Regions from separate parts of the Hordeum vulgare genome. Here all the other regions are linked to region 3. A link is a contact called in public Hi-C data. All regions are on one chromosome and are shown on one strand. The core of a region is the stretch at or near the end of the contact, and the rest is flanking DNA. Distances in the headings are between cores, read along the strand shown. Region 1 holds the start of LOC123444082 (dof zinc finger protein DOF1.5-like). Region 2 holds the start of LOC123444076 (terminal nucleotidyltransferase 4B). Region 3 holds the start of LOC123444075 (callose synthase 12-like).

What was found. A called contact is a pair of places that touch in the nucleus more often than the background predicts.
Region 1: a Hi-C map of leaf shows a contact between it and region 3, with 5 times the contacts expected there. The contact joins the promoter of LOC123444082 here to the promoter of LOC123444075 in region 3. A contact is called at or near these places in 2 of 6 Hi-C or Micro-C datasets (leaf and seedling).
Region 2: a contact with region 3 is called in a Hi-C map of seedling, with 7 times the contacts expected there. The contact joins the promoter of LOC123444076 here to the promoter of LOC123444075 in region 3. A contact is called at or near these places in 4 of 6 Hi-C or Micro-C datasets (leaf and seedling) and 1 of 1 datasets of contacts at active chromatin or transcription factors (embryo).

What each region holds. Positions count from the first base shown.
Region 1 is chr3H:425,214,649-425,218,573 of MorexV3_pseudomolecules_assembly, reverse strand. It overlaps LOC123444082 (dof zinc finger protein DOF1.5-like), which reads right to left and starts at 1,971. Exons shown (of 1, transcript XM_045120694.1): 1 at 1,048-1,971. The coding sequence starts at 1,899. The coding sequence ends at 1,405. LOC123444081 (protein CONSERVED ONLY IN THE GREEN LINEAGE 160, chloroplastic-like) reads left to right here. Exons shown (of 10, transcript XM_045120693.1): 10 at 58-468.
Region 2 is chr3H:424,792,218-424,796,066 of MorexV3_pseudomolecules_assembly, reverse strand. It overlaps LOC123444076 (terminal nucleotidyltransferase 4B), which reads right to left and starts at 2,499. Exons shown (of 13, transcript XM_045120684.1): 1 at 1,950-2,499; 2 at 1,374-1,486; 3 at 1,222-1,278. The coding sequence starts at 2,484.
Region 3 is chr3H:424,232,978-424,236,832 of MorexV3_pseudomolecules_assembly, reverse strand. LOC123444075 (callose synthase 12-like) reads left to right here and starts at 2,529. Exons shown (of 4, transcript XM_045120683.1): 1 at 2,529-3,855. The coding sequence starts at 2,595.

The sequences.
Region 1 (3,925 bases), core at 722-3,221, 980 kb before region 3:
GAAGTACTGTAACTTGATTATGTTCAATGCTGATCCCACTCTTGTTATTTTTCTCAGGTTCTATTAAGGTTTTGGAAGAGTGTAATCTGCAGCCTGGAGATTTCGCCAAGTACTAAATCAGATTCAGGCCGACGATACTGTCTGAACATATCGACTGATTAACAGCATTCCGCTGAAAAAGTTTACATGACTGTGCGAAGGGAAGCTGGCATACAGGATTACAGGTGTGCTGTCAAATACTACAAGTTGTGTACAATGTACGCCTCTGAACTTTTGGTGCATTGACCCCGAATCACATGCCATGGTTGAGTCGACATTTAATTTGAGCATTTAACATTATGTGCACAAGGAGGTCGGCAGGACTCGGATCAGTACAGAATGTAAATAGTGAGGGTTGTTAGTACAGTACAATACAGTAGCTCCGGAAGCTCTCTTTTACAAAGTATAGTAAAAAAATGTTATTATTTCCGTGGACCATGCTCAAATGCCAAACTGGAACGCGGCATGCATGTGTGAGTTCCTCAGTAGGCTGCAGGCCTGCACCAGCACCAGCACCAGCACCATGTGATGAAGTGATGATCATGCACCGGTGGTGGAGGACTTTTTGTTTAGAAATGACATGAATATGATGCTTATCGTTGACAATGAGAAGAAGAACACGTAAAGAAATTGACACTATGTCATCATCACTACCGGGAATAGCTAAAAGCTAAAAGTGGAGGTGATGAAGCTTGCCTGTTTGCAGTAGTAGTAGTTGGGATAGTGCAAACCTTCTCAGGTAGATGCCTCCTTTCTTCTTCTTGCTAGCGGATAGATTCCTCTGGCCCTGCGTTGATGCCATAGGCATTTAAGTACAAGAACGCACCACCTACCACGTATACATTCCATTTAAGCTGCGCATCTGCAGCAAACTCAACTCAAGAGGAGCGTGTCACCGATTACACGTGATCCATTGAATGGCCCCCTGCCCTCCCTGCACTGCATCTAATAGCTGAATGCAGAGGACAAGGAGAGGAGAAACTTGGGGCAGCAAAAGGGAGGAAGAAAAAAGATGAATCATCATCATCATTGCCACGGCTCACAGTGAAGGGGTACATTCATTTCAACGAGTAGGGACTAGTATTTTTTTTTTCAAACTTTTCCTCTCTTTCATTCATTCGACGGGAGTATCTCTTTCATTGCTGGCCGTGTCCGCATCCTTCCGGCCACCCAAAAGAATCCTAACATGGTATCGAAATGGAACAACCTACATCAATAATAATAAATTCCCCCCAAAAACAAAGAGCCAAAAAAGTGTCTCTGACGCGTGGGCCCGGAAGAGCGGAGGAGGAGGAGGGAGGGAGCAAAGCATTGCTCCAGGCAGCTCCACCACGCACGCGACGACGCGAGTTCCCGGAAAGGCTCCTACGACCGCGAGTCAACGCTCTCCGCTGCTGCTGCTGCTGCCCCTTCCTCGGAGGTGGAGGCGGTCGCCGAGGCCGCGGCGGCGGCCGATCGGGCGGTGGGCCGGGGCCTGCGGCGGCCGGGGGAGGCGGTGGCGACGCGGCGGAGCGCGCCGCCGGCCGTCCAGTAGCGGCGGCAGGCGCGGCAGAGGTGACGCGGCTGCCGCACGTTGTAGTTGTTGAAGTAGCAGAACTTGGTCTCCCTGCTCCCGCACCTCGGGCATGGCAGCGGCTCGCCGCCCCCGACCGTGGCCTGCTGCGTCGTCGACGGAGCAGGAGGAGGAGGAGGCGGGGGCGAGGGCGTTGGCGTTGGCGTTGGCGCTGTGCTCTCTCCCGTGGAGATGGAGATGGAGACGGAGGCGGCGCGGTGGGCCTCGGGCTGGATGACCTGGCCGAAGAGCTTGAAGCCGGAGGCGTCGGCGTTGGTGGTGGTGGCGTGGGTGGGGAGGTTCGCCATGGAGGCAGGGGAGGGAGGTGGTGGTGTGTAAGAAAGTGCCCCCCTATATAGAGGAGGAGGCGGCGGTGGTCAATCCCCCCCCCCCCCCCCCTCGCTTTTCACTCATGCTTGCTTTGCTTAATAAACCTGACTTCTTTGTGTGACATGGGTGATGGCCGGCCCCATCTCTTTCCCCTTCTGGATATTTTCACCTTTTTTGTTTTATTATTATTTATTTATTTAATACTCATAAATATAGTACTACTGTGAAGCAATTTAATCTTGGACGGGCGGATATGAATGGAGTCATGGGCCATGCATGGTGAGTGATGCGTGCATTCATTTCAGCGCACACACGCGTAAAAGAATTCCATGGGAAGTGTGGCATCATGTGACGCCCTGGATTTGGCCCGAGCCTGTTCAAAGTACTTTACCAATGAGTGCAACTTTCCACGCTTTTATCGCATTCCAATCGTGTTGACTTCCGTGATCCATCTATATATATTCCTCTTGTCGTTTGACTTTTCAAACTTCTTGCGGTGATCCGCTCATGAGTGGAACGGACTCAACCGATGAAGCACTGTGAAGCAACAACAGGGGAGGGAGGGGAGCGTATTTGCCGCCCGTCGTTGACCCAGATTCTCTTTTGTTTTGCGCGTGACGTTTCCGTGCCCTGCAAAGCAAAGCAAAGCAAAAAAAGGTACTAGTAGGAGTAGAAGATTTGTGCTGGGCCAATACGTGTGCGGCGCCCGGATACGGGGCATCTCCCCCGACCCCGAGCGTGACGAGGACACAAGAATTATATGGCCGCGCCCATCGGTCTCACCTCTCTCTAATCGAAATGGCAAATGTCCGTGGCAACCCGCACGTCAGGATCTTGGACTACTACTACATAGTACAGTATACTCCCACAAGGTTAGGCACGACGACCGAAGATATAGCCAGCGATGTCACCGTCTACCGATATACACGGGCGGGCCCGTCGTATGTACACAAAGATTGAACGAAATCCAGCAGATAAAAAGGTTGAGGTGACGCGTCGGGTCCGTCGAACTGATTAGGTTCGGCAGGGCTTGATTTTTTCCGCCGGGCCTGTTTTGCCCAGTCGATCAGCCGGAAATCCGTTACCGGTACCTTCAAGGCAAAACGAAACGTGTACTGGTACTCCTGTGCGTGACCGTGCGTGCTTGCATGTCTTGCTACCATTGCAGCACAACGATCTGATAATAATTCTCCTAGAGAGGAACCGATAACGATTGGAGAGCTTTTTTTGTTGGTAGGTTACTTTTCGTATGGGCTTTCTTGCCAAATGTGCCTACATAAAGATACCGCAGTGTTTTTGGTTGTCAAGTCAACTCGCCAAGGTTGGCTTGCTTGCTACTCCCCCGGGGGTAGAAAAGTTTACCCTGGCCGACATCATCAAACCATTTTGCTAATGGTAATGAAAAGCGAGAGCTTGTCCTTTGTCTGACGTTGCACTCCAACTGAGTTGAAGCACGTACGTCTCACAAGAAACTGGGCTTTGATCCAGTTTTTATTTAGAGGATAAAAACTGAAACAAATCGTTTTCTTACGCAAGTATTGTATACGTATATAAAAGGAATAGATCGTTGTTTGGCTAAGAATCGATCAGTCAGTATTACACTCGCTTTTAAATATGCTGCCGTCCCGGTATAGAAATGAGCCCCCAGTATGTGTACATAGTGTACTGTAAAAGTAGTATACGTGCGTTGATTTGATTTAATTTGTTATAACTAAGGTCCTGTTTGGAACCATCCAGATTATATAATCTGGTTTTATAATCTATTATATTTCCAAACAGAACAGTTTATATTGTAGATTTTATAAACTAGATGACCAGATTATTATAATCTCATAATCTGCTCTACCCAGCTAAAATAAGATTATGGATTACAAATGACGTGTTACCCTTGTAAACTTTAAGAGAATTGCGCAGTACCACCGCCACCTTCCTATTTTTCCTTGTAAGCAGAGGGCAAACATGTCATTGTACAATTTAAAAGCTGGTTTATAGTTTATATAATCT
Region 2 (3,849 bases), core at 1,250-3,749, 560 kb before region 3:
TGAACTTGAGAATTTCCAAAGACGAAGAGAAGACATTCCTAAACAAATGTATGTTTTCTATGTGTTTCCAGGTAAAAAAAGATGTGAGCGCATATTTTTTGTAACAAGCTGATATACCCAGGTATCTTTTCTGTTTTATGGTCACAACTAAAAAGGTGGTGAATGCAATCACTTGTGGCAAGCTGATGTATCACGGTAATTTATTAATTATAAAACAGAACAAGATGCGCTATCAGTTTCAGTACGAAGCAACAAATGCAATGAGGTGAGCATTAGCCCAGAGAAACAGTGCACTGTTGTCCTAGAGTTCAAAATTGCTTGCGCTCAGTATCCATCCAAGTTTCTCCTCTATTTTCCAGCTCTGCTGCTTTCCGTGGTTGGAAAACAATCAAACAGTGTAGGAACTCCACCTGTATGATATTGTGCTCTCTAATTTTCTCCTTGTTACTTTCATTGCAAAAAACTTTCTTGTGCTCAGATTCTAGCCTTTTGGTTTCAGAATGGTTACCACCAACGGCGGAGCTATGTAGTGTCCTGGGGGGGCTGTGCCCCCCCCCCCCCCCCCCCCCAACATTGAACCAATTTGTGAAGAAAAAAAATATGTGAGGGTTTAGATGAGATTGTTTTAGCTTTTGGCTCCCCCAAACCCTTGTATTTTACGTTTCGCCCCCTCATCCATTTTTGTCTAGCTCCGCCACTGGTTACCACGCTTGCCTCGCTAACATTGTACCATTTTTATTGGAGTAAATTGCACTGATTACCAGGTATTGTGTCATAAGTTGCACTCTGGACCGCGGGTAGGGGGTAATCTTGCACCTTAGACCAGGTCGTGTAGATTTAGGGGAAAAAAAACTAATGGTTAACTGGTTTGACGCTTACGTTTCAGCCTGCGACACTGCAGTCACCCGCCACGCAGTAGGAGCACACATAGTACTCTTAGAAAGGAAAAAAAAACTCCGGCACCTCTCTGGTGTGGGCGAGGAGGCACGGGGCAAGGAGAATGATTGATGATGGCTCAGAGACAGTGGGACTAAAAGATTGAGACGTGCATGCATTTTCTATTTTTGCAACAGAAATGCTAATCTAGCTGTACTCTGGTTCATTACTACTTGCAGTTACAAAATACAACTGCTAATAGCCTCAAAAGTTCACAAAATACAGACAACAAGACAGAAAGTTAAGTGCTGAAATTCATGAGAGTAGGATAGAAAATACTATTACATCAATATCACTTGTTGGTAGATAAAGCCCTGTTCTGAAAGATCCAAAGACTTCCACCTGCCAAGCGGAGTCAACAACTAACAAAATGATGTGGCTATCATCGTAAAAAAAAACATAAAGGAGAGACAGAGATAGAGAGAGAGTTACGATGCCTTGCAATGAGGCCATATATGCTTGACAACATCGGAGACTGCTTTCACAGCAGCTGTCCGTGAAGATTGCTCTTCGGCAGAAGGTGAGATAAAATCACAGAAGTCAAGAATCTCTGTAACAGATAGGCATTACTTCATTATCTCATCGGGAAAATGTTGCAGTAGAACCATATAAGTTTGTAAGATCCCAAGTTTTTAGTTTGTAACGATCCCATGTTATCCTAATTAAGCTCACAAACCCAAAGGTCAAATCAAATGTGAATAGCGAACCTAAATCAACTAATTAATATTGCTGTTTGCCAGAATCTTCTCCTATCCCTTTCTCAATCAAACACATGTAGGCCACTATATGATTAGTTTTGACGAGCATTTGTACTTGTTTTAGATGTAACTATATGTGCATTTGTCAAAGTGTGCAGAAAATGAGACAATATTTTGCTAGTTCATCATTGTACAAACTGCAACTACGATGTCACACGTTCTAGCTTGCCAAAACGAAAATTCTCTTTTTTTCCTCATCACACACAAAAGTATAGTACTAGGTTCTTAGCAGTAGCAATGCCATAAGTGCAAAACCTTTGTGTAGCTGCAGCATGGGGCTCCTGAACAACCTCCCTCCTCGGAACCACGCGCGCTCCGACCCCTGCGCGGGCTGCTCCGTTCGGGCGAGGGCGCTCGAGGGCGTCGCCATCGCGGCAGGCCGCGCCGCCACCGACGACGGGGAGGCCGGCTCGGCCCTGACGCCCGCCGAGACGTCAAGAGAGAAGAAATCGGCGGCCGGGATGTCGACAAGGGGGTCCCCAGCAGCCGTGATCTCGTTGCGGAAGACGGCATACGTCGCGGTCGCGTCCTCCTCCGCGGCGGCGGTGGCGGCAGGGTAGGAGGACGGCCGGGGCTCGGGCGCGTCGAGGTCCTCCTCTAGAGAGAAGCCCAGGGTGAGACCAGGGAGTGCGTCGTAGACGCAGGCCTGGGCGCTCGCTTCGGGGGCCTCCATGACGGCGGCGCCGGCTGCTGTGGCGGCGCCGGCCGCTTGGGTCGGCGTGTGGGGCGGATGAGCTCTTTTGCCCTTGCACCGCCGGGTAGGCTCCGCGGCTTTCGCTTTGCGAGGCATTGGTCGGGTTGATCGGATGGGCCTTGGTTCCACAGAATGAGACGCGGCCCGGAGAAATTCGCTGTTTTATAAGCGTCCGCGGATGTCGGAGAGTTGTAGACTTCCACGATTTTGGCGGCCCGCGAAGCACCCATACAAAGCGGCGAGGTTCTCCCTTTTCTCTCTCCGAAAAGTACGTTACATCTTTACTAGCAAAAGGACCCATGCGTTGTAACGGGAGAAAAAAATATCACACGCTCTTAATTTATAAAAAATAGTCTATAATCTGAGAATTTACAGTTACGACACAAACAAAGATGGTCTTATCCTACAAAAATGCAGTTCAAAATTTCACAGGTCTTCTATTTTAACACGGCTTGCATGATTTAATACGTACAAAAAATCAGTCAAGTGACCTTCAGTTTTTCATCTTCAATCCTGATTTTGTTGACGTGTTCATCCCCAACCCGGATGAGTACCGGTATGAAAGAAAGACGAATAATGAGTTATTTATTAAGATTGCACCCTAGATAGTATTTTTATTGAACGTTTAACAGATAAAATAATATCATATTTAAATCCTACATATTTTTCTAATTAAATTCCATATATAATATGTTAAATTTGGAGTTACGGTTTAAAAGATATGAGTATTTTAAAAAACATTTAATATATACTACGAGTTTAATATCATAAATAGCAAGGGCTTTTTTGTAAAAATCACCTCGATGGGTTTTCCGACGGAAGCGATAGCCTCTTTATTATTAGGTAAAGATTACTGGTAAAAATATCCATGCTTTGCAACTGGAGAAAATAATTCTTTCACATTTGTTGGTCTATGCTTTGCCATGGGAGAATACTCACATATGTGATGCTATCAAGATTCGTCTTAATCAAAAACTTAATTATCTACTTCCTTTGTTTTTAAATATAAGTCTTTTTAAAAAAATTATTAGGGGACCATATACGAAGAAAAAGAGTGAATCTATACTCTAAAATATATTTGTATGTAATTTTATAGTGAAACTTCTAAAAAATTATATTTAACAACAGAGGGAGTATTTATTAAAGTATCATACATGCACAATACTTTTTTTAGAAAACGGCATGCACAATACATGCATTTGTCTACATAAAAAGATGTGTAGTTGAATGGCCATGCGTTGTTATGGAGAAAAAAATCAACTAATTGCAAATTTTTCATTTCCTAATTAAACCTAGGCACCTTGACCACCTTTGACGGTCATGTCACCCAAGTAATGTAAATCTACTTTAGTCACATCCAATGCAAGAGAAAAGTCCCTCGTTAAGAAAACTATAGATCAAAGGTACTTTGGGACGCTAGTTTGGGAACAGGTATTCCCATACTTAACCATCTAAACGTGT
Region 3 (3,855 bases), core at 1,280-3,779:
TATTGATTCTCAAATCACAGTGCTGGGTTATCCCAGGTTATGATGTTATTCTTTCATTAACATTAATGTTTCAGTTGACGGGAATAAAATTATACACTTTGGGGGTATTTGGGACAAGTATGCAAACAACATGTTCTTTTATCATGATTGCACAATCTGCATCCAGAAACTATTGCATCAATTTTAATTTCTATATCTGACAAAAATTGGTAACGGTAGCGTATACCTTTAATGAAAATTACACAGAAGAAACTAATAACTTCTGACTGAACCTGTTGCTATCTTCTCATATGTAAAAGTACACATATTTCTCTCATCAAAGATTATGCAATTGAGTAACAGAGAATTTATGCAATTGAATAACATTGTGTCAAGTGTCAACTAATTTGTTAGAGATTGTCGTCAAAACATGCTATTTTGAGGTTTTCTAATGATGGCATATTTATGGCTTCCTCATGGTGTTTGAGCGTGACTTTGGTCCGTAACTAAGTTAATATATTTTTAGTCATTTCACATTTGATGTTTTTCCTCGGAGTTGAAAGTTGAAGACCTTCTCAACTGTATCGCCATTCATAGTAAATAGAAAGGACCCTAAATCGAATGATGAATTTGAAATAGAACAGGGAATTTGTTTGTATGCTCAATAGAACAGTTAATTGTATGAACAAGTTCAGAAGCTTCCCAATATACCCAATGTTTTATGCTCTCTTCTCCTTGCCTCCCCAAACTTTAATATATTATCTCTTTACGTAGTTTGGCATGCTAATGTACCACAACATTGTTCAAACTTTTTGCTATATACGGGTAAGAAAAATCACAACAAGTTCACACAACAACGCGCGGGGTATCACCTAGTAAAAAGAATGTCACAAAATTGTCATGCTGCAAGAGAGTAATTGCCATGTTTTTGGGGATTTGCTAAGCTCTAATTTTTTTCAACCCTTAATGTGCTCGTTCAAATTGTTATCTTGAGCGAAGTAATTATTGTCGTCGATGCGTTTTCAACAAACGCTTTATGATTCATACATGGAATCCCACGTGCGTGAGAACGTTTGTTCAAAAGTCGCAAAAAACAAACAAAAAGTCATGCGTATAACTTTTAACATTTGGAAACGTTATAGAGTAAGTTTCACTTTTTCCCACCTAGTTTCATGTTTATGGCAACAATTACCTTATTTAGCAGTTTTTCATAGTTCCACCCAATTTAAACAAACTTGTGCCATTGATTACCCTCCTAAATGAATTACCGCCTTCCTTTTAGCTCTCAAAGGCCAAATGGGCAAAATTAATATGCATATTATATGCAATACCACTTGTAACTCAGTCAAAAATAAATAAATGCATCGAATAGGTGTTCATTTTGCAGTACAAGCACAAGACGAGTAAGGCATCCTAGCTGGTTTTTTTTTCATCTTGTCTCTTCAATGGATCCAGCTATGTTAGGACGTGACCAATGCATAGCTTCACAATGATGTCACACATGCTATGTAGGATCTGATGTTAGAAGAAATAGGTTTCAACGACAGACTGGTGCTTGGAAGAAAAGTGTGATTCGATGTAAGAAAGTTGATAAAGTTGAATTAAAGAGCCGAAATGCATGTGCAATGAAGTGTCTATTTTTTGTTCTTTGACGTGACCCATTAGTGATAACTTGCATTTGAAATGAAAAAAATCAATATACATATACCTCAATTTTTTATGAGGATGAGTATCCATATGCTACCATTTGTATATGCACTTATGGGGGACAGCTTTGGGTGACCCACTTTCCCTTAGTTAACCACGATGTATTGATGCTAGACAGCAGAGATGTGTAATGATGCATCCACGATCAAGTAGTAGTGTAGTACCACAGCTGTTGCTAGCGTCCTCGTGTCTGTCTCGTTTGTACCGGGCGAGAAATGACATCATCGGTTCAATCAATATCCAGCAAAGGAAGGAGAAACGTACTTAGATGGGAAGAAACTTTTTTTTTTTTAAGTTCGTGCAAAGAAACCATTGAAGTCGTGACCAAAAAGACACGCGCACACGGCACGGCACACGGCGACGGAGATTAAAAACGGGAGGTCAGTAATCCATTTGGAAGATTCCTCGGCCCGAATCAATCAACGCGAAATCTTACCCCTCTCTCCGGTCCGTCCACTTCGCCGGCGCGCCCCTATCATTTCCGGGTAATCACGCCCCGGCACCGTCCCACCTTCCCTCACCCCCCGTCCCGCACGCGGCCGGCTCGCACGCGCCCGCACCGTTTGGTTTCAGTTCCTCCGCCTTCCCCTCCCGCACGCCAGGGTCGCACGCAGGATTTTCAATTTTTCAAACCACTCCCAGAACTCCCCATCCACCACGCACGCCCAGATCTAACCCTAAACCCAAATGCCGCTATGACCACGCCCCGCGCCACCGCCCCGCGCCGCGTGGGGTCGGCCGCCGCCGCGGCCGGCGGCGAGCCCTACAACATCCTGCCCATCCACGACCTCCTCGCCGAGCACCCGTCGCTGCGCTTCCCCGAGGTGCGGGCCGCGGCGGCGGCGCTCCGGGCCGTGGGGGGCCTCCGCCCGCCGCCCTACTCGCAGTGGCGCGCCGACCAGGACCTCATGGACTGGCTCGGCGCCTTCTTCGGCTTCCAGCGGGACAACGTGCGCAACCAGCGCGAGCACCTGGTGCTCCTGCTGGCCAACGCGCAGATGCGCCTCTCCTCAGCCGACTTCTCCGACACCCTCGAGCCCCGCATCGCGCGCTCCCTCCGCCGCAAGCTCCTCCGCAACTACACCTCCTGGTGCGGCTTCCTCGGCCGCCGCCCCAACGTCTACGTCCCCGACGCCGACCCCCGCGCAGATTTGCTCTTCGCGGGCCTCCACCTCCTCGTATGGGGCGAGGCCGCCAACCTCCGCTTCATGCCAGAGTGCATCTGCTACATCTACCACCACATGGCCCTCGAGCTGCACCGGATCCTCGAGGGGTACATCGACACCACCACGGGCCAGCCCGCCAACCCCGCCGTGCACGGCGAGAACGCCTTCCTCGCCCGCGTCGTCACGCCCATCTACGCCGTCATCCGCTCCGAGGTCGAGTCCAGCCGCAACGGCACCGCTCCCCATGCCGCCTGGCGGAATTACGACGACATCAACGAGTACTTCTGGCGCCGTGATGTCTTCGACCGCCTCGGCTGGCCCATGGAACAGTCCCGCCAATTCTTCCGGACGCCGCCCGACCGCGGCCGTGTGCGCAAGACGGGCTTCGTCGAGGTCCGCTCCTTCTGGAACATTTACCGGAGCTTCGACAGGCTGTGGGTCATGCTGGTGCTCTACTTGCAGGCCGCAGCAATTGTTGCCTGGGATGGTGAGACTTGGCCGTGGCAGAATCTCACGGGAAACCACCGTGAAGCCCAGGTGCGTCTGCTCACCGTCTTCATCACCTGGGCGGCACTACGCTTCCTGCAGTCGCTGCTGGACATCGGCACACAGTTACGCCGTGCCTTCAGGGATGGACGCATGCTTGCAGTGCGCATGGTGCTCAAGGCCATTGTGGCAGCTGCGTGGGTTGTTGTATTTGCTGTGATGTACAAGGGAATCTGGAGCCAGAGGGACAGTGACCGTGGCTGGTCGCGGGGGACCGATTCTCGAATCATGAAGTTCTTGTATGCAGCAGCAGCGTTTCTGATCCCCGAGGTCCTTGCCATCGTGCTCTTTATTATTCCTTGGGTGCGGAATGCATTGGAGAAGACAAATTGGAAGATCTGCTATGCCCTCACCTGGTGGTTTCAGAGCCGCAGCTTCGTTGGCCGTGGGCTTCGTGAGGGCACCTTGGACAATGTGAAATATTCTATTTTCTGGGTGCTTCTGCTTGCTGTGAAGT